Regions from separate parts of the Mus musculus genome. Here regions 1, 3, 4, 5 and 6 are each linked to region 2. The links are chromatin contacts, called in public Hi-C, HiChIP or PLAC-seq and Micro-C maps. All regions are on one chromosome and are shown on one strand. The core of a region is the stretch at or near the end of the contact, and the rest is flanking DNA. Distances in the headings are between cores, read along the strand shown.

The links. A called contact is a pair of places that touch in the nucleus more often than the background predicts. HiChIP or PLAC-seq counts read pairs in DNA pulled down with a chosen protein or histone mark.
Region 1: a Hi-C map of the G1E-ER4 cell line shows a contact between it and region 2, with 6 times the contacts expected there. The contact joins two enhancer-like sites. A contact is called at or near these places in 1 of 15 datasets of contacts at CTCF or cohesin (the G1E-ER4 cell line), 5 of 484 Hi-C or Micro-C datasets (the G1E-ER4 cell line, bone marrow-derived macrophages, embryonic fibroblasts and 1 more) and 4 of 115 datasets of contacts at active chromatin or transcription factors (acute myeloid leukemia, craniofacial prominence, double positive thymocytes and 1 more).
Region 3: a Hi-C map of bone marrow-derived macrophages shows a contact between it and region 2, with 28 read pairs. The contact joins two enhancer-like sites. A contact is called at or near these places in 1 of 39 promoter capture datasets (the C10 cell line), 1 of 15 datasets of contacts at CTCF or cohesin (the NIH/3T3 cell line), 8 of 484 Hi-C or Micro-C datasets (B cells, the C10 cell line, bone marrow-derived macrophages and 3 more) and 6 of 115 datasets of contacts at active chromatin or transcription factors (bone marrow-derived macrophages, craniofacial prominence, embryonic hindbrain and 2 more).
Region 4: an H3K27ac HiChIP or PLAC-seq map of microglia shows a contact between it and region 2, with 6 times the contacts expected there. The contact joins two enhancer-like sites. A contact is called at or near these places in 1 of 39 promoter capture datasets (neural stem cells), 5 of 484 Hi-C or Micro-C datasets (brown adipocytes, embryonic fibroblasts, nephron progenitors and 2 more) and 6 of 115 datasets of contacts at active chromatin or transcription factors (bone marrow-derived macrophages, craniofacial prominence, double positive thymocytes and 3 more).
Region 5: a contact with region 2 is called in a Micro-C map of the G1E-ER4 cell line, with 2.3 times the contacts expected there. The contact joins two enhancer-like sites. A contact is called at or near these places in 6 of 484 Hi-C or Micro-C datasets (the G1E-ER4 cell line, brown adipocytes, embryonic fibroblasts and 2 more) and 1 of 115 datasets of contacts at active chromatin or transcription factors (acute myeloid leukemia).
Region 6: a contact with region 2 is called in a Micro-C map of the G1E-ER4 cell line, with 7 times the contacts expected there. The contact joins two enhancer-like sites. A contact is called at or near these places in 1 of 15 datasets of contacts at CTCF or cohesin (the G1E-ER4 cell line), 44 of 484 Hi-C or Micro-C datasets (the AML12 cell line, the AtT-20 cell line, CD8 T cells and 28 more) and 1 of 115 datasets of contacts at active chromatin or transcription factors (craniofacial prominence).

What each region holds. Positions count from the first base shown.
Region 1 is chr16:93,196,073-93,199,650 of GRCm38.p6, reverse strand. No RefSeq gene overlaps it. Among named protein-coding and RNA genes, the nearest start is that of Gm30530, 4.1 kb to the right of the region's middle. Within about 2 kb of position 1,705, at least 21 of the 459 cell types and tissues checked have an H3K27ac peak or open chromatin away from gene starts, as enhancers often do. A contact at or near this core is called in the G1E-ER4 cell line, where this site is marked.
Region 2 is chr16:92,714,498-92,718,399 of GRCm38.p6, reverse strand. All of the region lies in intron 2 of Runx1 (runt related transcription factor 1), which reads left to right. Among named protein-coding and RNA genes, the nearest start is that of Gm30281, 46 kb to the left of the region's middle. Within about 2 kb of position 2,644, at least 92 of the 459 cell types and tissues checked have an H3K27ac peak or open chromatin away from gene starts, as enhancers often do. A contact at or near this core is called in the G1E-ER4 cell line, acute myeloid leukemia, bone marrow-derived macrophages and 4 more, where this site is marked.
Region 3 is chr16:93,030,536-93,034,499 of GRCm38.p6, reverse strand. No RefSeq gene overlaps it. Among named protein-coding and RNA genes, the nearest start is that of Gm41499, 76 kb to the right of the region's middle. Within about 2 kb of position 2,704, at least 65 of the 459 cell types and tissues checked have an H3K27ac peak or open chromatin away from gene starts, as enhancers often do. A contact at or near this core is called in bone marrow-derived macrophages, hematopoietic stem and progenitor cells, microglia and 1 more, where this site is marked.
Region 4 is chr16:93,083,097-93,086,913 of GRCm38.p6, reverse strand. No RefSeq gene overlaps it. Among named protein-coding and RNA genes, the nearest start is that of Gm30474, 47 kb to the left of the region's middle. Within about 2 kb of position 2,388, at least 22 of the 459 cell types and tissues checked have an H3K27ac peak or open chromatin away from gene starts, as enhancers often do. A contact at or near this core is called in bone marrow-derived macrophages and microglia, where this site is marked.
Region 5 is chr16:93,213,189-93,217,130 of GRCm38.p6, reverse strand. No RefSeq gene overlaps it. Among named protein-coding and RNA genes, the nearest start is that of Gm30530, 21 kb to the right of the region's middle. Within about 2 kb of position 1,595, at least 28 of the 459 cell types and tissues checked have an H3K27ac peak or open chromatin away from gene starts, as enhancers often do. A contact at or near this core is called in the G1E-ER4 cell line, acute myeloid leukemia and granulocyte-monocyte progenitors, where this site is marked.
Region 6 is chr16:93,148,564-93,152,479 of GRCm38.p6, reverse strand. No RefSeq gene overlaps it. Among named protein-coding and RNA genes, the nearest start is that of Gm30474, 18 kb to the right of the region's middle. Within about 2 kb of position 1,764, at least 35 of the 459 cell types and tissues checked have an H3K27ac peak or open chromatin away from gene starts, as enhancers often do. A contact at or near this core is called in the G1E-ER4 cell line, where this site is marked.

The sequences.
Region 1 (3,578 bases), core at 456-2,955, 480 kb before region 2:
GCAGTTTCTACTCTAGCTCTTGCTTGCGTTCCTGCCCTGACTTCCCTTGATGATGGGCTATGATCTGGAAGTGCAAGCTAAAATAGTCATTTCTTCCCCTAAGTTACTTCAGGCCACAGTGTTTATCAGCAACACAAAGCAAACTAGAATATGTGGCAAGAAGAAAATGTAGACATTTGGACAACACAAAGACTTTGTGTTTAGATGAATGTAAGGACCAACATGGAGAAGATAAAGATTTGTCCTAGGTTTTGACTCTGGGTGATGGGCATCTGGGTGCCACTAGTAAAATAAGAGGGGCGTTGGGAGCAGGAGCTGAGGAAGAGGCAGGGATCAAGTTGAAATGATTAAGTTTGAAGTGGTTAAGAACATTGGAGATATGAGTTGAGAGAGATGCCCTTGACTTTGAGGGTTGGAAAGGAGTGTGTGGTGCTCAATAATTTTGCAAATAAGCTATCATTGTCATCCGGAAGAGGGATGGAGTCAAGGCTGAGAGAACAGTGGAGAGGGGAGGCCAGGTAAGACCGTCAGTTTAAAAATGGTAATGAAAGGAAGGAGAATAAGGAGGCAGCCAGTGAAGAGAAGAGGAGGGATCATAGTGAGCTATGCAGGGAAGCCCAAGGGATCATCTCTAAGGGTGGCAGTTGATGTGAAGTGAGAAGATGATGCCCCGGAGAGTCCCAAGGTGAGTTATTATTGAAAGAGGTCCTGTTGCCTGGTAGTTAACTCTTTAGAGAACTCCCTTAGTAGGACACTAGGGAAGGGAGTCTGGGCTTTGTTGGGAAACATGACAATGAGAAGAGCAAGAGATGACTAGAGGGCATGAGTATGCTCCAACACACTCATAGAATACATTAAAAATAGAAATATAGAGTGGACAAGACCAAGGAGGCTTCTCAGTGGAAGACAAGGCAGAAGGCACCTCTGGCTTAGAATGGGGGTAAGGGGAGTGATCTATAAGGAGAGGCTCCAAGGAAATGGGAGCACATAACCAAAAGCCCAGATGAAGACATTATCTGCTAAAACGATGTGTGCTGTAGAGAGGGGGGTAATTAAGATAGTCATAAATGGGCTGGGGGGGGGGGCGTCTACAACTGCAGTGAGCCTGCTTTGTGAACATGAGGAGCAATGTTCAGTCTCCAGGACCCACATGATCACAAATGTGCACTCCCTCTCCCCCAGAAACACATCAAAGAGAAAAGTATCAGTATAGAGGTTTGGAAAGAAAGGAAAACGAGGGACTTATTCCTCACGTCCTCTCGATTTGGGGTAGGATGAGGATGAAGTGATCCAAGGAGTGTCACAGCCAGGGGAAACGTCAGCAGAGGGCTGAGGGAAAGATGTGGAGCAGGTATATTAAGAGGTATAGCCCAACCTGTCCTTTGCTTGTTGTTCTTAGCACAAGAAGCAGCAAGGAACCTGCTTCCCCTCAGTGTCCCCATTTGACTCCCAAGGAACCTCCATCCCTTAAGAGTCCCCAAACCTCCATCCCCTAAGAGTCCCTATCTGATCTAATAAAGTCCATTGTGTTTATTCTTCTGTGAGAAGTTGGAAGGGAAGAGGAGAAGAGACCAGGGAGGATAGAACAGGTAGAGAATATGTCAGTGTTTATCGCAAATTCAGACCTCCCATTCCTGACTCTCTCTCTCTCACAGCGTGGTGAAAGTGCTCAAACAGCACAGGAGGGCATACAAGAGCTCATGGTTTTTACGTGCTCAGCTTACCTTGTGAGACTAGATTTGCGTGTGGATTGAGACTACAACGTGTAAGGTGTAATCCAAAGTAATTACACAAGTGATTATTATTTAGGCAAGCTAATCTCCATGGTTACATACCTGGTACTGTGCTTCTGGCACCAGGGTTTTTTTTTAAAAACATGTGGAATACTCTAAAAATTAGTATTTTAATTATACAGTTTGCCATCTGCTTTGGCACACTGGAAGTCTAGTTCCAACGCATGCCTTTGGAGACTCACGCATCTGAGGGTTCCACGGCGACTCTTCTGTTAGTGTGGAGTTAATTCTTTGGAAGCCTTTTTTGACTCAACTGCTCATGACCTATTCCAGGAAAGGCATTAGGAAGGAGCCAGCAGATAACAGATCTCCAGCTTAGAAAGAATTGCTTCTGGAAACTGTGTGGCAGCAGATAAGGCTTGCTGTATGGGAGGTGACTTTACCCGACCACACGCTTGGGTGATGTAGCACCTCTGAGTAAGCGTTGTACACAGACTGATAAACTCTGCACTAAGTAAATTAAGAATTCTATTGCTTTAATAGCTTGCCCTCTAAGGCCAATGACTAATGTGATTAGTTATTATGTGCAATAATAAATGGGCCGTGTAGACTTTATAATGGGGGTTCTGGTGAGATTGAATCATCTCCAGATGTTCTAACATTTATGATACCCAAGCTATACTGAGAGGAACTGATGGTTTAGAATGAGCCAAGGATTCTATCATAAGCAGAATGATAGCTGTTGGAGTTTGGAAGGGCTTGACCATTTTTGTGTCCTGTGATTGGAATGACATATGCTACTTCCTTAGATTCTGTGTCATTAGGTAACTCACAATAGCTAAAGGCATCCTGGGGATTTGAACTCAAAACTTAACACTGAGACCCAGAGAGGCAGAGTAACTGCACTGCTAGTCACTGAAGGATCTAGGACTAACCCTGGCTAGCAGAATTCACCCATTGTGTGTATTTAGTAGAAGACCAGAAATGAAGCTGGGGTTCTACATACAACGCATGGTGGCTCACATTTATGATTCCTCTCTACGTCTGAGAAAAGACAAAATAACACATAGCCATAGAGAGCATAGAGAAGGGTGAGCACACACAACCTGGGCACCAGTCTTGGCCTGGGCCATATGTTAGCTCTGTTTTTCATTGCTGGTATGAGCATTAGCTCTAGACTCTGTCACCATCTTCTGTCCCTTTTCTTCCCTCTTACTCCCCATTCATCTTCGTTTCCCTTCTTCCTCTTCCATGCCCCCCTCCTCTAGACTGTCCTGGTAGGGTTCTGGCTAGTACAGGGAATTCCTCTACTCTCTTGCTAGTCTGGAATAGTAAAGTTGTGTGTACCCTCTGCTTCAAGAATGGGAAATTATCTTCAAAAGTGGAGACTTTCTTGCTTAGAAAGTGGTCATGTCCATTGCTCTACACAAAAATCACTCTTAATATTATAGAGATACCCTTTAAAAAATTACAAAGTGATGCTCTGAAAATATATCCCCATCTTTTTGAGGGTGTATGTATTGTTTTATCCCTGTGTCATAGGTATAATAGTGGAGTCCTTCATGAAAATGTTATTGTGGCAATCTTAAGAACATGATGGCTTCCAGATGTTATCACACAGTTTGTGTGTGGACTAAGTATGTGATGACTGGACATCTGGGCCCCTCAACCTGCCATCTCGCCCCTCATTACAGATTGCTTCTTGGCATTTGGGCATATTATGGTCTTATGTTATTCCTTTAACTTCTTCATACCTTTACCTAGACTATGAAAATGAGGGTGAATGACATTTTGTATATTTCTTTTTGTTTTGTTTTGTGAATTGATTGTCCATCAGTTTTGCAG
Region 2 (3,902 bases), core at 1,395-3,894:
ACACTGAGAGTGGAGTTAGCATCGAGACAGACAGAGACTAGGTTTGGTTTTTGATTTGGTTTCCTTTAACGACTAAACACCTAGAGATAGCCATCCCTTCAGTCTGAGGTCTGCATCAGACAAGGACTCATAACGAGATGGTAGGAAAGAGTCCAGTGAACGACTTGATACCAGGCATAAGAAGGGAGATTGCTTCAGCTCTTACTTCCCTAGATAACAACTGGGAGGTTGAGGGATGTGTCCCTGGCTCAGGGAGAGATGCTAAAAGGTTCCAAGGAAGGAGGAGATTTCAGTATCTGGGGGCAGAATAAGCAACGTGGCGCGGTAAGCTGAGCAGTGGTATTTAGGCCATGCAGTGGCTGGGCTAACTTCCCACAGGGCCTGGGATTCTCTGAGCCCCGGAACACTCTGTCTGGAGGAGAGACCGGGTCCGATTTCCTTTACTCTGACTCTTTGACTGCAGGGAGGCTGGAGCAGAAGCTGTCGGGTGATCAGGCAGCCGCTCCAGAATGAGATAATGGAGACAGTAGTCCCATGGAGCTGCTGGGAAGAGCTGTACCTCCTTCCTCCCAACCAGAGCCCCCAACACTGAGCCAGTGGCAGGCCATTCCTCTCTCCACACACAGGTCCAGTCTTGCCAGGTACAGCATGGCTCCTTCTCTATGTCTCATGGATGCAGGATTCCTAGAACTGTCAGAGGTCTAGTCTACATTCTCCAGCGATAGACACTGCAGGGACTCTTGTTAATACCCCTGCTTCTTACACCGTCCAGCAACTGCATGTGGGTGTTATTGTAAACAACAACGTTAGCCACTCAGTATACACAGGCCCCGCTCCACCACGGGAGCTCATAAGCTTGGATCTAGACATAATCTACCTGATCCCTTACTGACAGTCCCTACTGTCCCCAAAGAGTTTTTATTAAAGACTTCTTGTGCCCTTGCGACAGACCTTGTACTGAAAAATCATGCTGTCTCTACTTTAAACATCAGTGTGAACCATAGCAGTCAGCCAGGGTGTAGTGTGGTGGCAAGACACCCTGGACAGGTCTGGCCAGGGATTGAGGACAGTGGCCACCCAACAGGCAGTGCCCAGACTGTACAGTGTTGCAACAGCCTCTCCCTCTTCCCCTCCCCCTCCCCCTCCCTCTTCCCCTCCCCCTCCCCCTCCTCCTCCTCCTCCCCCTCATCCTCCCTCTCCCCCTCCCCCTCCTCCTCCCTCTCCCTCTCCCTCTTCTCCTCCTCCCCCTCCACCTCTCCCCTCTCTTCTTTCTCTCTCTCTCATCCTCTGTGCATGTGTGTGTGCCTCTGTGTGTGTGTGTGTGTGTGTGTGTGTGTGTGATGAGGAGGAGGGGGAATAAGGAGAAGAGGAAAGCGGGGGGGGGGGGACATAATGGCAGAGATCATTTGATGAAAGGCCTCATCTCAGTCTCATTATCAGGCTGCCTTTTCCATAGCTGCCAATGGTGAGTAATCGTACCTCTCAGAAGGACAGCCTGCTGAGAGATTGGAGGACAAGAGATTGGAGGACAAACCCAAGGAAGAACGGGGACTCTGGGGCAGGGACTCCCTTCTGAAATTCCCTCCAGGTCTGTAACTAGAGCTTTCCCTTTCTTCTTCTTCCCTCCCCTCCCTCTCCTTCCCCCTCCCTCTCATCTCCTTCCTTCCCCTCTTTTCCCCTTCTCTCTCCTCCTTCCTCCCATACCTCTCTCTGATATTGGGAGCATCGCAGGGGCCTCTGTGCCAGCATAGGGAGGGGCCTCATCCTCTTCATCTGTCCCCACCTCCCCGCCTTTCTATATTGATTTGCAGAGTAGAATTTGATAAAAGAATGAGAGAGAGACGGAGAGACAGAAAGAAACAGAGACAAAGAGAGATGAGAGAGAGGGGGAGAAAAGTAGACAAAAAAAGAAGGAACAAGACAAAAAAAACGAAGGAACAAGATTCTAAAGGTGTCTGGAACCTTTCAAAAGCCTCGTGCTGTTTGCCTGTTAAGAAGATACAAGTAACACAAGCCAGCATGAATCCCATTCAAGGGCTGATACTTGGTTTCAGAGAGTCCTGATCTAAATGAGGTCAAAGTGGGTCTTATGCAGGGCCTGTCATTCTGTGCACACTGCGAGTCAGGCTGAGCTCAACCACCTGCTCTGGGGCCTTGAGAAAGATCCAAGGCAAGGTGTCCAGGAAAACAAAATGCATAAGATGTCTACATAGAGCAATCTACTGCCCCAGATAAGAAACATCTTCCTCTGTTTTCATGTGCCCGTGTGCATGTGCAAACACACATGCCTGTGCTCATGTGTGTACACGTACACACACAAGCACGCACAAACACAAGCCCATGCACACAAACACACACACCCAAAAGACCTGCTCTAGCAGAGAGATCCGTGGCTCGGTTCCTCTTTCTTTAGAATTCCAGATAAGCCTTTACATCTCCTCAATCATTGCTCCCATTTGATAAATTCGCCAAAGTTCAAAGGCTGAGTGTGACTGGGGGCATTTGGAGAGGAATGATAAAACTGTGTCTGATAAACACAAAAAGCTTCATCAATATAGATCTACAAATTGGGAGCGTGGGGCTCCCTCAGGCAGTGAAGCTGTTATCTCCAGGGCGAGCCCCAGAAGATAGCTGAGGGAGCGGGAGGCATTATCTGCCTTCACAAGAGGAGCAGCACCTCCCCCACTGCTGTCTGCAAAGCCCAGGAAACACCTTGCAGGGGGTTGATGCAAGACTGCCATCCCCGCCCCAGCGACAGTTGGAATAGTGTTGTAACACAACATTGAGCAACACCTCCGCTGTAGCAGCCACTCTGTCCTAAGACACTTCTCCTGAGGAAAGACAAAGATATTTCGGGTGTCGTTGTTGTTGTTGTTGTTGTTGTTGTTGTCGCCTTTGTTTCAGCTTAGGTCATTAAAGAAAAAAAATCCCCCCTTCCACCCTGCTACTTAAAAAATAAATGTCCCTGAAGTTGGACATTTTGTCCAGGAAGATGGCCTCTTTGTTCCTCAGTCCAACGTGGCCTCGTTGAGTAAGTCTTCCTTTTTTGCTTTTAACTATTAAAGTCAAGAAATAAGAAAAAAAAATCAAGAAATAAAAAAATCAAGGAAAAAAAAAAACTCAGTTAGATCCTGAGAGACTGTTAATGCCAGCCCCTTTCCATCTCACTGTACCATAGCTTGAGAATTCCAGAGAAATCTTCATTTGTGTTTTTCCAGAGATCAGGTTGTCGGTTCCTGGGACTTTTGGGAACTGGATTTAAACTTGTGGATTGCTCTCGGGAAAGGACTTTGAAAGAGAAGAGACCCACTGGAGCTTTCCAGGAGTAATTTCTAAATTTCTTCTAGAGAAAATTTCACAAGACCCTCCTGATTTTAGGGAAGTTACAAAATGGCCAATGGAAGAGGCACAGGGCTAGAGCGGAGGGTGAGACAGCCTTCTCAGAGGGAGGGTCCCAGGCCTGCGAGATGGGCAAGCTGAGAGAAGTCAGCTTGTTTCTAGGAGCCCACTTGCTCTCTGAAAAGTACACAAATTATAGTACGTGTCTGTCTGGAGGAAAATGCTTAGCAGCATCTACCACAGAAAGGTAGCCACTGGAGCAACCCTGTTCTCTCACTTACTTCAGAATTGTCCTTTTGTGAGTGACCAGCTCCAGCATCTCGGAGTGCTCCAGCATCTCAGAGTTCTCCAGCATCTCAGAGTTCTCCAGCATCTCAGAGTGCTCCTACATCTCAGAGTACTCCAGTATCTCAGGGAACTCCAGCATCTCAGAGTATTCCTGCATCTCAGAATGCTCCAGCATCTCAGAGTGCTCCAGCATCTCAGAGTGCTCCAGCATCTCAGAGTGCTCCAGCATCTCAGAGTGCTCCTGCATCTCAGAGTGCTCCTGCATCTCAGAGTGC
Region 3 (3,964 bases), core at 1,455-3,954, 320 kb before region 2:
CTGTGTTAAGAGTCCAGCCTTACAGCATCTCCCCCAGAGGCTCGCTGTACTCTGATTTGCAACTTTAACTCTTAACAAACTTGATTGGCATGTGTGTGTGTGTGTGTGTGTGTGTGTGTGTGTGTGTGTGTGAAGCTCTGTGGAGGCCCCGAGTGGAGTCTTGTTGTTATGGTGTAGGGTCAAACAAGAATGGTGGGAGGATTTCCTAAGGCCACTCTCCCTGGAATTTGCAGTAACTGCTGCAGACACAATGTGGCTCTTAAGTGGGTGAGTGGAAGCCCTGCAGTAAGAAGCACGGAAGTAAAACCAACAACTAAAATGAGGAATTAGGAGCCTGCTGTGCGCAGAATCTCACACTTCTGGTTTCAACAAATAGTAACTGGAGTACATAGAAGTGGCTGAGTGGCTAAGAACACTTGCTGCCTGTGCATAGGACTGGTCTTTGGTTTCTACCACCCATGTCAGGCAGCTCACAGCCACCTGTAGTCCCAGACCCTACACCTGCCTCTGACCTCCACAACGCACCCCCAACATGTGTACAAACCACACACATACACTTAAAAAAAAAGAAATAAATGTGTGAACAGGCACTTACCTTTACAGAGATTAATTCTACTAGGAAAGATGCAAATAAAAATGAAAAAATTAAAACAAAGCTAGAGCAATAATCTCTTAAAACAAGCCATATGCCTCCCCCATAACACAGCCATTCCATATATGTGCACTGCAGAGACACACATTGCTGCACCATTACCTCCCCATACGCTAGCATAAAATATCTGATACAAGCAACTTAAGGGCGAAGGCTTATTCCGGCTACTGGGTTGGAGAATGTGGTCCATGAGGTAGGAAGAACATAGCAATAGGATCTTGTAGCCATCAGTCACATTCCTGTAGCTGCCAGGAAGAAAAGAGCTCAGCCTGCACCAGAAGTAGGTATGATCCTCACGGGCCCCATCTCCAGTGACACAAATCTTCCAACCAACGCCCTCTGATTCCATAAACTCCTCAACAGAGGCACCTGCTGGAACAAAGTGTTCATACACATGAGCCTGTGGGGGACATTACACACTCAAACCATATCCCCTGAAAGTCACTGCTGGAGAAGTGTAAAATTTGAGAACAGCTCAAATATCTATCAGTGAATTTCATGATCAAGGCATGAAATACAGCTTCATGTTAAGGAACAAGCAGTGGCCTGATGGAGTTATCTGGGATCTCAGGAGTGCTAATCCCCCTGGGGAAACAGTGGAGAGGTTTTAAGCTGGAGGGTGGAGTGGGTTCATGTACCACTGAGGCTAGCCTCATTCTGGCAGAAACATAGACACTGGTGACCTTGGAGTGGCAAGGACCTTTGCCAGGGTATGGACGTTACAGATTTGGAATACAGACCTGACAGGGCAGTTGCAGCCCTTGCTGGTGGTGATCTGAGCATGGGTGACCAAAGGGACATGTTTCTGACGGGTAGAAGATGAAGAGAAGATGGAGGTTGGCACTGTGCTTGCTGTGGCCATTTAAAATCTGAGAATGTGTGCTCTGCCTGGCAGAGGTACTATAGGGTTAGTGTAGTTCCATGGGGAACCAGAAACCATCAAGGTGTTTGTTCACCCTTGAGAAAGGCATCCTTACCCAGGGGCATGTGGAAGATGGGATAGAGGGAAGGAAGCCATGAACTGAGGAGAGTCAGTGTGGTCAGTCTCCTGCGAAGGCATGGCCCTTGTCACCTAACAGGGAACCGAGACATACCTCCCCAGTTCCTCTTGCTCTGAAAGCATCCTTGTAAGATCTCCTTATCTCTCTGGGAGTAGCTCCACCTGTCCATCTCTCTAAAAGCAGTATGGGTTTCTCCTCCTAAGAATAAAAAAGACTAACTCGAAAATAGATTGCCTTTGTTGGCATATGCTAATGCTCTGAGAAGTGGCCATGTTCTGGTAGAGGGCAGGCACTATTCATTTCAGTCAATGGGATGCTGGATCAAAAGGAAAAGCAGGCCCTAGGCTAAAACAGAAGCAGAGGCCAGGTCTGGCATTGAACTTGTGAGTATGCTCAGACTCAGTGCACAGCCATTACCTGGGGACATAGTGCAGCAGAGCCACCTGCCCTTCCCTGTGCCATGACTGTCCTGTCCATCAGCCAGTGAAGAGGCCCCTCCATTTCTTCTCAGGGACAAGAGAAGGACTTCACTGGAAAACCTGCCCAGCACCCTCTACAGCATTTTATGTAGATTATGCAAATAATGCACATTTCTTGCTGTGGCCATCCAGGCACTATTACCTAATGCTCTCCTGGTCTCATTCACTGCTGACATAAAGATCTCTAAGTGTTGTTTCCATGGAGACAGCAGAATGGAGGACAATCCTGCCCACAGGTTAGAATCAGAGAGAAATGTTCCAAGAGGAAACTCCCTAAAATGTGTTCCTTCTTTTAAAAGCCCAACGCTGGTGGCATGGACTTACATTCCTCTTGGTGATTTTTGTAGTGGTTGGTTCTGTTTTACAAAGTGTCTAACCTACTTTGATGAAACTTTAGACCTCCAGACAGATTTATGGATCAATTTTCTTGCCTGCAACACGCACTTTGCAGGAGCCCTTTTCTAAGTATTTTGAATTCCAAGAAAACGAAAACAAGAAAAGTAGATGCGTCAAGACTTCCTCTTTTTCCAGAACACATCACCCCTCCTGTGTCACAGCTACTTACTTCTCTTCCTCTTTCCCCAAGTGTGTGATCAGTTCTCCATCAACACCCTTCCTCCACAGCCTGAAGCCTGGAATCAGCTACATGGGGCCGCCATATTAAAATTCCATGGACGTCTCATGGGAGGGTTAGAGAGTTCTCCCAAAATTCTGACATTCTGGCATGAGCCAGGCCACATGGATTGGACCACTCCTGATATCTTCTGGGGTTGCGGTAATTGAAAATTCTTGGCACCCCTCCTCAAGTGGCTGCATTGCCCAGTCTCTGGGTTGTACTGTGGCCTTCTACCTGTGTGTCTGTGCACATATTTAGATTAGGGACCATCTTTTGTGTGTGTGTGTGTGTACATGTATGTATATGTGTGTGCATGTGTGTATATGTGTGCATGTGTGTGCATGTATATGTGTATGTATTGTGTATATGTGTGTGCATGTCTGTACATGTGTATGTGTGCATGAGTGTGTCCATATGTGTAGAGTTGTATTATGCAGTTGTGTGTGTGCATATGTGTGTGCATGTGTATTTGTGTGTGCATGCATTTGTGCATGTGTGTGCATGTGTGTGTACACGTGTATGTGTGCATGTGTATGTCATATGCACACATAACAGGTGTGCATATGTGTGTGCAGTTGTATGTATGGATATGCGTGCATATGTTTGTGCATGTGTATTTTGTGTGTGCATGCATTTGTGCATGTGCGTGCATTTGTGCGTGTGTGTACGTGTATGCATGTGTGTGTGTTGCAAACGTTTAGAAGTAAAATTAGAGCATGTTTCTTTTGGAATTGGAGCTCAGTTTCAAACTAAACCTAAGCCAGGCACTTGTCATACGTTGGATCGCTTCTTCCTAAAACAGTTATGCTGAAAGCTTCCAGCCCCACCTGTGCGTGTATGCATGTGTGTGCATTTGTGTGTGTGAGTGTATGTATGTGTGTATGTGTGTATACATGTATGTGTGCATGCTTGTGAAGGCCAGATGTTGCTATCTGGTGCTTCTCTCTCTTACTCTACATCCTATATTTTAAGGCAGGGCCTTTTGCTGGGTCAGGAACTCAGCATTTTGGAAAGAATTTCTGGCCACAGGAATCCTCCTATCTCTGCTAGGATTGCAGGTAGTTGTGGCCTTGGCCTCCTTTTTCTAGGGATGTTGAGGTTCTGAACTCAAGTCTGTAGTGCACATCTTACTCACTGAATCATCTCCCCAGCTCCTAAGGGTCCATTTTGAAGACAATTTGCTTATATTTATGAAAACCCTCTTTCCAAATACAGA
Region 4 (3,817 bases), core at 1,139-3,638, 370 kb before region 2:
CTCCTGTGGCACAACAGGAAGCAGAGACTTCAGTGAGGATGAGTGCTGGGTTTCAGCCTCTACAGAGCCATCCACAGTAACTAGCTGCCAGCGCCCAAATCCTCTGCATCACTCAAAACAATGACACAACTTGGGGACCAAGATTCAAGACGTGTATGTGTAAGATAGTCTAGACCCAAAGACAGTACCAACTCCTATCCAACAGATGCTTTTGTGAGCGTGCTGTTTCTGTTTCTCTCTTTACTTTGCACTCATGTAATACATTGTACCTGCAAACATGTGTGTGTATGTGTGCATGTGTGTTATGTAAATGTGTATATATGTCTGTGTACGTGTGTGTATATGGGTGTGGTATGTGTATGTATATATGTGTATGTGTGTGTTGTGTGCATGAACACATGTGTGTGTATGTGTATGCATGCGTGCATGTGTATGTATGTGCCTGTGTACATGTGTGCGCGCCAGTGGGCAGTCAGAACCAGCTGCTATTTATTGTTCTAGATTTCATTATTTTTCTATCCTACCCAATATTCTCGGTTTTATTGAATAAAATTGAGAATGTTGTGTGCTTCTATATTCGGTGTATTTGGGAGTCATGAATACTGAATGAGATTTTTAATACTCCCAAGGGCAGTTATGCCTTGTATTGGTATTCTGATTTCATTTTGGCTTCTAGACAGAAGTACTCACAGGATCGTATACAAAGAAAGAATTCATACATATCTTGTTTATTTTAATCTGCCTGAAGTAAATTGCCCTTGCTGAAGTTAACAGATACTGTAAGAGGGAGCTAAAACATACATGAAGATATAGAATCTCTTTTCATGTCTGGGAGGAGGAAGTTGGCGAGTTGGGGACTATGGGTCCAGTCTCTGGAGCCAATCAATGTTAGTTCACAATGAAAAGAGGTTTTTACGGGTAGGAGTAAGTCAGTGGTTCCAACAGGGAAGGACTGTCATGAATTGTTCAGGAGACTCCCAAACCCAGTCACAAGACAGTCACTTGCAGGAGTTTCCAGACACAAACCTTAAGAATGACCAGATACACAGATGAGGCAGAGCTCAGGAGATGCAGGCATCAGCCAAGAGACAGCAGGGTTCACCAAACAAGGGCTCCTCCTGAGAGGAAGAACACTGGAGCCACACCCACAGAGCACCAAGAGCCACAGTCCATAGCTTAAGAAACTGGGAGAAGCTGTAAGATTCTCCCTTTGTCCCTGTCAAGAGACCACAACGCTGCCAACTAATGACTAATGGAGGGGGTGCAGCTGTGTCAAACAGCCATCTATCAGGTCATATTATAAACACTATACTGTATAATGTTTGCATAACTACTAAGTTAGATAGCAATTACATTCAAGAAAATTTACACATTTGTTGATTGTATTCTGTCTTTTGTTTAAGATGAACACCCTAATGGTAGACTTTCCAGATGGTAGCTGTGTAACCATTTAGAAAGCTCTTACATGAGTCCACCGTTCTAAGAATCATCTGCATTTCAGCGGCCCCGGCATCCCCTACGTGATGGGTGTTAAGCGCTCATCCCAGCCTCTGTACTCTGAGGGCTTCCTTGGGTTCTGGTGTGTGTCGTCTTCCCTGTTTGTCTGTCCATAGGGCCTGCGTGTGGCTCTAGGCATCTGAGGAGGATTGCTTTGAGAAACCCAATTGACGTCCATTACGTATGCCTTGTTAAACAGCCAGTGCTTGTTGCTTGAGTTTTAGACCTGGGATTTTGTTCCCAGAAGTTTCTGAAAGCCACTGTGCCCAATATGCTAAGCAAGCCAAGCTGTATTCCGATGTAGGTTCATTACATAAGGGACAGATGCCCTCCTGCTCAAGCCATTCCTCAATTGGACCTGAAGGCCACTCTGTGGTATTTCCCATGCCCAAAGATGCCCCTCCACAGCAGTGGGCATCTCTTTAGTAATCTGTGGGTCCCAAGACCTGTTGTGAACCAGACCAGGCCTGTGATGCAGAGCAGAGCAGTCTGTGACCATAGGACAGCGCAGGGAGGGACTGAGCACCTAGCATCTTCCTCATTCGGCCACACCTCTGCCTTCTGGCACAAGGGCCTGGCTGAACCTCCAGCATTTTTAAAAAGAGCCTGAAATTAATGTCTCAGTGTGATCAATGTAAAATCTCAATAGTCCAAAGTGTTAAAAAGCCACTTCATGAATCTTTATGTTGCCAGGGCAAAGCCAAAGCTGCCAGTCCTCTGTGCTGGCCCAGTACGCTGCAGCTTGCAAAGGCGAGGATCTGTCTCCTGCTTCCCTTCCCCACCTCCCAGCAACAGTGCTGGCTCCCCTCACAGAATCTCTTCACAGGCCCCTGGGTTCACTTTCCACAGCTCAGCACCTCTCCGAGGGACTCTGAAGGGATTTTCCCTCTCAGGCCCTTAGTTCCTCAACCAGGAACTGTCTGCCCTGGATTCCAGTTTCAAGACACCAGCATGTGTTAAAATGCAGAAATGGCTGGAACCAGAATTATGCTGACAATTGTTTTTCTTGCTCCCAAGACTCCTCTGCCAGGTTTGTTTGTTGTTTGGTTGGTTGTTTGGTTGTCTCTTTGTCTCTAGGCAGAAGGGTTTGGTTCTTTGCTTTCTTGTAGGGCCCTGGCTGACACTTATGTTTTGAACACTCGTGTGTGTGTGTGTGTGTGTGTGTGTGCGTGCGTGTGCGTGAGGCACTCCTCCCTGCTGAGCCACCTCACTGGCCCCCAATAACTAACAATTAGCCTTCTCAGCAATGATGGAGACTCATACCAAATACATTGGATTTTTGTGACTATTATACTAAGATACCACCAACCTATTGTTGTCAAACAACAGAGATTTCCCTCTCGACAATATTGAGGCTAAAATTCACAAGTTAACATGTAAACTGAGCTGGTTTCTCCCAAATAAGCCGGGACCAGTCACTCCATGCCCTTCTCCTGGCCCCTGGTTTCTGGCAGCAATCCTGGGCTTTCTTTAGCTTGAGGCTGACTTGGTTCACCCCTACTACATCTCTGTGCATCTCTCCTGGCTGAGGCTCCAAGTCTCCAGTCTCCCTCTCATACAGGAAAGATGTTTGTTACTGGACTCAGCAGCTATCCTAATCCAGAATGATTACACTGAATAGTCACACTGAAGTTACTAAATATGTAAACTACTTCCAAGTGAGGTCACATGTATCATGACTTTGGAGAAATACTATTCAAGTGTTTTGTGGGACAATGAGGTTATGTCTCCAGGTAGCCTCTCTCTCTCTCTTTCACATCAGGGGGGAGAGAGAGAGAGAGAGAGAGAGAGAGAGAGAGAGAGAGAGAGAGAGAGAGAGAAGAGAGAGAGAGAGAGAGAGAGACTACTAAGCTTCCTTCAGGGAGAAACATTTCAGAAAGGGCCAGCTCTAAGCCTCACAAACCCTGGGCTTGATGGGAAGATGGTGTTTGGAATGACCCAGGTTTTCTTTAATGGGCTAAGAGAGGTAGCAGGTCCAGTGGTTGTTTGCTGTTAGCCACAGGAAGAAACAGGGTGTGAGGATGCAGCAAAGCAACAGAGCTACAGCCAAGTGTGGTTTCTGGTTTCAGGCAAGCTTTCCACCAGTTATCATGATCAACAGCCCAGGAGATGGAAGCAGCCTCCTTCCCCTGTAGATCCCTTCAGTGTGGGTGTGAATCAGACTCCCTCCTTCTGTCTGGGCTCTCATTTTCTTCCTCCGTCATAAGAAAGGGCAGGAGTGTGTGTCTTTGGCTGCTGTTGAGTGCTCTGTGGTTGAGCTAAGAGATTAACATGTAATTTGCTATTATAAAAGCAGTAATAACACCTCAAGGTCTTCAAA
Region 5 (3,942 bases), core at 346-2,845, 500 kb before region 2:
TGGAACCTGCCACACAGAGCTCCATTTTCACTCAGAGGAGGATGAGAGAGGGTTTGTTTTGAGCCAACTTTGAGTGACATGGCCTGGGGATACAGATTCAGGCTGCCTCAAGAGATGTTCAGTGTCACATTTGAAACCGCTAGTCATAAAGCCAAAGAGGAAGGTGAGGGTTGTACATTTTCAGGTTCATATTTTACTAGAAATTGCACAGAAAGACACAGTGAGAAATTATGTGTGTGTGCATGTGTGTGTGCGTGTATGTGTGTGTGTGCGTGCGTGTGTGTGTGTGTGTGTGTGTGTGTGTGTGTGTGTATAGTGGTTTTTCAAGACAGGGTTTCTCTGTATAGCCCTGGCTGTCCTGGAACTCACTCTGTAGACCAGGCTGACATTGAACTCAGAAATCTACCTGCCTCTGCCTCCCAAGTGCTGGGATTAAAGGCGTGTATCACCAACTGCCCGTCTGAGAAATATATTTTTACCATGGTTTTCTTTAAATAATTTTAATTGTCTATCACTACCACTCTCCAAATCAGGAGCATTTCCTCCCACTGGTAGTTCATATAATTTCTGTTTATTCAGAAGTCTTCTTGGGCTAGCAACATATCTCAGTGGGAGAGTGCTTAAGCCCATACAGAAAGACCTGGGTTCCCTCTCCAGCACTGGATAAACCAGATGTGGTGGTGCAAAGCCTGTAATCACAGCACTCAGGGTGCAGGCAGGGGATTCAGAGGTGCAAGGTGAGCCTCCAGCTATATAAGGAGTTTTAGGCTAGCCTGGGGTACCTGAGGCTTTGTGTCTGTGATACATGAAGGCCATTGTGTTTTTGTCACACCCTAGATGCTCCAGCTGTCTAGTGGGCTGCTATAGCTCAGTGGTGAAGCCCAGTCCTGGGAGCTGGCCCCTCGCTTTGCTCACGAATGACTTGGGTGATTATAGACTCTGGTTTTCTCATCATAAAACAAGAAAGAGATTATTGGCTAAGACGTGAGCAAGGTACATCGCTTTTAATACCAGATGCACTATATATAGCCTACAAACATTGTTTAAAACAAAAGCCCAAATTCTCCAGTGATGAGAAAAACTACCATAAAAACATTAACACAGAGAGCTTCCCCTTGAAGGCTGTATAAATAATACAAGCTTATTGTAAACAGGGTTTTTGTAGAGTCAGGAAGGACATAGAAGACAGTCTTTATTGCTCCTTCTTTCAGACAATGGGAGTGTAGACTTTCAGCTTCTTCAAATTTGCCTGTGTGCGTGCCTTAAGATTTCTATCGTGAGTCAGAAAGAGGAAGCTGACTGTTAACAAAATGTTTTGTTGGGGGTAAGGGTGAAAGCTTCAAGAAGTTTAAATGTTCCTGAAAGAAGATATGCTCCTAAGCCAGTGGTTCTCAACCTGTGGGTCATGATGCCTTTCGGGGGACGGTTTCAAAGGACCTTATCACAGGATCACCTAAGACCATACAAAAACACAGGTATCTACATTTCAATATAGAACAATAGCAAAATTACAGTTATGAAGTAGCAACACACACAATTTTACGGTTGGGGTCACCACAGCATGAGGAAGTCTATTAAGTGTCTCAGCGTTAGGAAGGTTGGGGAGCACTGAAGACTGACTTGTGTATTGTGTGCTGAGGCCTAGCCTGCCCACAGCCTCTCTCTCTGTCACCAGTGAAGCTCCAAAATTTGCTGTTGTCTGCTCTTCAGGCATCTCACGAGAGATGGGGAGAGAGAGGCTCATGGAGCTGTATGCCCTGTGGAACACAGAGCCTACGCTTAGATTGCTCTGGAAAAGGAGGTGGACTCTACCTGACCGTGTAACACAAAGCAAGCTCCCTTGGCGGCTTCTTCATGGCCATGGGACCTGTGGACATTCTCAGTGCTCCTCCTACTGGGACTCTCCTCTGACTCACAGACCCAATGGAGAATGTTCAGGACGGTGAGGCCCATGGCCTTCCTGACCTTCAGAGCACTGTGCCACCAATCCACAGAGTCTTGCTTTCTGGGGTTTCCTACAAGGACACGAGGTTGGCCTTACAGCCCCACGGTGGCCGAATCCCCGTGGCCTGGAATAGGGCTACTGGATGTTGCCTTGGGCAGAGCTCAGCATCTTTTGCTCTCTTGGAGGATTTGAACTCGTTGGTAGTTGGATGTGTCTTATTAAAATCCCTGGTCATGAGGGATTAGGGATATGGTTTCACGTGGCTCGTGAGCTCTATTTTACCTGGGGAATTCATTCCTTTTGTTTTGTTGATTTTTTTTCCTCTCTGCATTTTTGGCTATACTGAGGTAATACTGGGAGCACCGAGGTTGCTTACATGTGGAAGGCAAGGCCAGTGTGTAACTATGTGATCTATGCTAGTGATGTGCTTGCCCTGCGATGAGAAGGAAGTGGGGACAGACAGGTTTTGAAATTTCCTTTGAGGTTGCGTGTAGATTATCTAGGGAATGAATTTGTTTCCCAAGTTTGCACCAATCCAAAAAACCTGGAAAAAGCACATAGTTCCACGTTGGGGGTGGAGGGGATGCACAGATAACGTAATGAGAGAGCTTGGAGCTACTTTGCCCAAGGGAACAACAAAGTCATGGAGAAGCCTGAGCTAGGCTAGTTCAAGGACAGCCTGGAGACATACAGAGGTCAGCAAAGGGTCATGGGTCCACAGAGCCAGGCTAATGGTTCATGTTCTCCTTGATGCAGGGGGAAGGGACTGCTGGTTTGAGGTCTCATCAATGTATCAGAATCCCTGCAGGCAGGCCCAAGGTTTTGATATTGCTACAGTGCGATTTTGTCATCTACAAAGTTCACACTGAGAACCTCAAGTTACAAAAAAAAAAGTCACACACAAAAAGTATCATAATACTTAAGCTTACTGTTTTCCTTAGGCTACATACAGAGCTATCCTAGGCTACATACAGAGCTATCCTAGGCTACATACAGAGCTATCCTAGGCTACATACAGTCATGGCAGCATCCTAGTCTATACACAGCTAACTTTGCTCAAGTGAACAACAGAGTCTAGGCAGTGTTCTAGGCTACATACAGCCAATGGCATGCAGGCTATAATACCTGGCAGGTATCGGAGTATTGCATCTTTATATTAATCTTTACAAGGATGGTCCCCAGCAGGAGGACCCTGCTCTGCAGAGGAAGAAGCTGGTGCTCCAAGGCAGACTCATTTCCTGGCTATCAAGGAATGTAGGTTGGAAATAAGGCTGAGCACGCCCTCTGACTATGATTGTCTGGAGCCAAGGAGATGCATCAGTGGGGGAAGTGGTCACCGGCAACCTTGAAGAACTGAGTTTGTCTTCCTGGATCCTGCATGAAAAGCTAGATAAGATAGCGGGTGCTCGTGTGTGTGTGTGTGTGTGTGTGTGTGTGTGTGTGTGTGTGTTCGTGCTATCCCAGATCTCCTGAAGTGAGATAGGAATCAAAGAGAGGGGATTCTCCGTAGGTTCACAGACCAGCTCACCTGGGGTATGCAGTGGTGAATAAGAGTACCTGCCTCCAACAAGGTGAGGGTCACTACCTGTAGCTTGTCCTCTGATCACCACATATGCACAACGGCACATGTATACCTGCATCCATAGACATGATCTTACACGCACACATGATCTCATATGTATACATAATTACACACATATAATCTCATATATACACACGATCTCACACATACATGATTGCACACAATATCACTCATGCAGATGATTATATACATACATAATCACACACACATAATCACACACAGTGCTCACATATACAAGATTGCACATATATATATGGTACATACACATTGGTCACACATCTAATCATACACACATGATCTTATATATACACACGATCACACACACACACACCCCCACACGCCCCCACACCCCCACACCCCTCTGTCCATGTGTAATACACATCATATACAGAACTGCAGGCAAACACCCATACAC
Region 6 (3,916 bases), core at 515-3,014, 430 kb before region 2:
TGCGCGCGCGTGCGTGTGTTTCTATGTGTGTGTGTAGGTGTAGAAAGCTGTGTGTGTATACATATGTATACATGTATGTATGTGTGCAGTTATGTATATTTGTGTATATACGCATGTGTGTATGTGTATGTACACACATGTGTGGGTGTGTGTATACATGTGTGGGTATGTGTACACACATGTGCATGTGTGTGCATGCATGCATGTGCTTATATGTGTGTGCATACACATGTGTATATATGTGTACACAGGTGTGCATGTGTGTATATGTGCATATACATGTGTGCATGTGTGTGTGTGTGTGTGCATGTATGTATACATGGACATATGTCACATGTGTGTGGAGGTCAGAGGACAGCCATAGGTGCTGTTCCACATGCACAATCCACCTTCTCCTTTGAATTTTTGAAACAGGTTCTCTCATTAGTCTGAAGTTTGCCAAGAAGACAAGGCTGGGTGGCCAAGGCACCCTGGGGATCTGCCAATCTCCATGTCCCCCTTCCCCCAGTGTAGGGATTACAAGTTTGCACCACCACATTCAGCTCCTTAACAGTGGGTTCTGGGGATCGAACCCCGGTCCTCATGCTTGCTGTGCAAGCACCTACTCAGCTTTCACTTAGCTGTGACTGGCTATAAAATGCCAAAGTCTTGAGATGGCTCAGGGGTTAAGAGCATTGGCTTTTCTTCCAGAGGTTCTGAGTTCAATTCCCAGCAACTACACACTGGTGCACAACCATCTGCATGGGATCTGATGCTCTCTTCTGGTGTGTACTCACATAAGTAAAATAAATATATCTTTTGGTTTTTAAATGATAAAATCTCTAGCAATATATAGCTGACAGAATCATGTGAACTGGCCCTGTGGACCTGCTGGAGGCTCCGTGTCTTCTGGCCTTTCTCAGCTTTCCTGGGTTCAGAATAAAGCATGCTCGCAGTTGGTTGGTTCCAGAAGGTGGAGTTCTGAGCTGGCAGGGAGTGACAGATGACCCGGCTACTTGCATGTGTCATGAAGCAGCAGAAAGCGAGTGACACCAGTTTGAAGCAGCGTGTTCCTTTCTCACGGTCCCAACAGAGGGAATCTTAGTCCCACTCTTTCCGTGCGAGGATTCTTGAGAACTCTTGGTTCAGTTTCTCACTCAATTTATTAATTTCCCCTTCGAGTGTTAAGAATCAATGTAAATAACACATTTAAAAGTCTATAATGCCGGGCGTGGTGGCGCACGCCTTTAATCCCAGTACTCAGGAGGCAGAGGCAGGCGGATTTCTGAGTTCATGGCCAGCCTGGTCTACAAAGTGAGTTCCGGGACAGCCAGGACTACACAGAGAAACCCTGTCTCGAAAAACCAAAAAAAAAAAAAAAAAAAAGTCTATAAAACTAACTAGTCAAGGTATTCTCTGAAGTGGTTTCAGTACAGGGCAAATAGCCCCCCCCCCCCATGCTCTTACTGCCCCACGCTGTCTTTCAAAAATGACTTTTAAATCCTTATTCACCAGGACTGAGGTGCTTGAAAAAAACAACCATTTGGAACTTTTTTTTTTAACTTCAGACTTGTATATGAACACATAAGACACTCGATAAGAAGCTCGATGGCTGTCGTTTCTCTGGGGTAGAAAAATGTTAGCTTGTATTTAGGACTTTTTTTTTTTTTTGAATTGCTAGTTGTCGGTTTAGAGAATTTATTTTCTCCACTTAGATGGATTCCTTTCTGCCCTGTGATTCATAAGTCTCCTCGCAGCCTGCTGCTTGTTATGTCTGCCCTGCACGATTAGTCACCGGTTCAGGGGGTGCTCTATTTTCCCTTCCCGATCTGCACCACAATGCATCTTCTTCAGTAAGAAGTCATTTGCTGTTTCCAGCCACATCCTAGCTCCCCGTTCCTATTTGGACAGGAGCGGGCAGGGCTGCCTCTGATGGCTGGTGCGGACACGCACAGCCTTCTTGTGCGAAGACAAACTAGACGCTGAAAGGCAGGGTTGAGTGGGGAGGGGCCGGAGCATCTCAGAGCATTAAATAGCTTTCTGAGTGAGAACACTTCGTGATGTAAGTGTATTCTTGAGAACGCACTGCTTGGCGGTGAGATTACTTAGGCGTGGAATGCCATCATCCCGGCTACCATCTCCATAAAGAGTTCCTTAGCTTAGAGGACTCATCTTCAGAGACCATGCTTATTGGAATTCAGAGATAGTGTCTCCTGGGGTGCTCTGAAGTGAAGCTGTGTTCTGGTCACTCCAGAGCCTCTCCAAATGGCCGTGATCTCCAGAGCTTTCTCTGAGAGGAAGTCAGGTAGTGTGTGGACCCCCTGCAATTCTGTGGGTACTTGGGGCTATTTTAAGTTTGTGCCACTGACACCGCGTTTTTATTTTGCCTAAACCGAGTATAACATCACTTCTCCCTCATTATCAACACATGGGCAACACTTTCATCAGAGCAACGACAGTGTGTGTGTGTGTTTATTTTCTAAGACAGAATATTCTTCCTGTAATTTATTTAACTTACCAGATTTCGTTTTGCAAGCCTGGGAGGCAGCATGTTGGCACCAAAGCCAGGACAGTTCACAGTTTATTTCCATAATGACCATGCAAAGCTTCAAATGTATATTGAGTTCGGATGGGTCCCTCTGCTTTTAAGGAAGAAAGAAAAATGTATTTTGATGAGACACTGCCGTTTTGAGTACAGTTTTAGCTTTGTAAATTGCATTTAAGACAGTGTTATTTACAACATAAGGAAGCTTAATATATTTTCCAAAATTGTTGGTGATTTGACACTTGTATCCTTGAAGTCTCCGGTAATTTCATTATTCAGAGAATAGAACATATATAGCTGTGGGTAATGATTCTTGTTAGAAGTTTCTGGTGGCCTTCTGAAAGAATTAAAATGACTTTTAAATTTGATTTCTTGCATACTTTCAGAGTCCAAAGGTCACAATTCTCTATTAGTCTACCAAGGGCGACATCTAAGGTATTCCTGCAAGCCCCTTTAAGGCCTCCCTACTCAATTTAAGAGTTTGGATGTCACTACATTGAGTTCATGTAAAATATCACTATTGTGACTCATAACTTACTGCAGTTTCAATTTTTTTTTTCAAAACCTGCCTGACAGATGCACAGGGTGCTGGAAGAGCTATTCTGTGGCTCTGAAGCTTGCAAAACGGGATCTGGACTCCACAGAGGCAAAGCTCTTCCGGCTTTTGGAGCCCCCCCGATGTCATCTGAGGCCTGAGTCCCTGGGGTTGTTTTCAGGTCTCCCATGAGAGTTGTGTGAGGTGACGTCAGGTTTGAGGGTGTGGAAGAGTGGTCCTCACTATCGTATCCTGGGTTGAGATGCCCAGGATGCAAAACCACCAGGTGTCTTCTTGTTCAAGGATTGCTATCCAAAGTAACCTAACATTTAAGCTTCGAATGCATGCACATGCGATGAAGATGCACTGTGCCTTCTTCATTAGCCTGACTTCTGAATCAGTGATATCTCCTCTTCACCAAGCTAAAAACCAACGCTGAAAGGGACCATTTGAGCCAGACAGACTCTTCAGGCTTCCTGTTTCTCTTACACTCTTAGCCTTGCAGAGTCTGACACCGTGCCTGAATCAGCCGTGTTGGTTTCTTGTCTTCAGTTCCTACCTGCTCTGCTCAGCAAGTAAGGCCTCTGTCGAATGCAGAGTGTATATAGAGTTTCCCGTTCTCCGTTGCACAGTGCTTGGCATATAAACCGACACCAGACAAACTCTTCATTAGATAATTTTTTGCAAATTAGAATAGCATACTGTCCAATGCACTGTTACTAATTTCCTTTCCTTTTCACGGGATCACGCAACTATTTCACAGAGCAAAAGGGAGCCCCGGCCATTGCTCTAGGTCCACCAGTTCCTCATTAAAGGTGAAGTGGTGTGGGCGCTCCGTGTAGGCCTGTGCATCCATC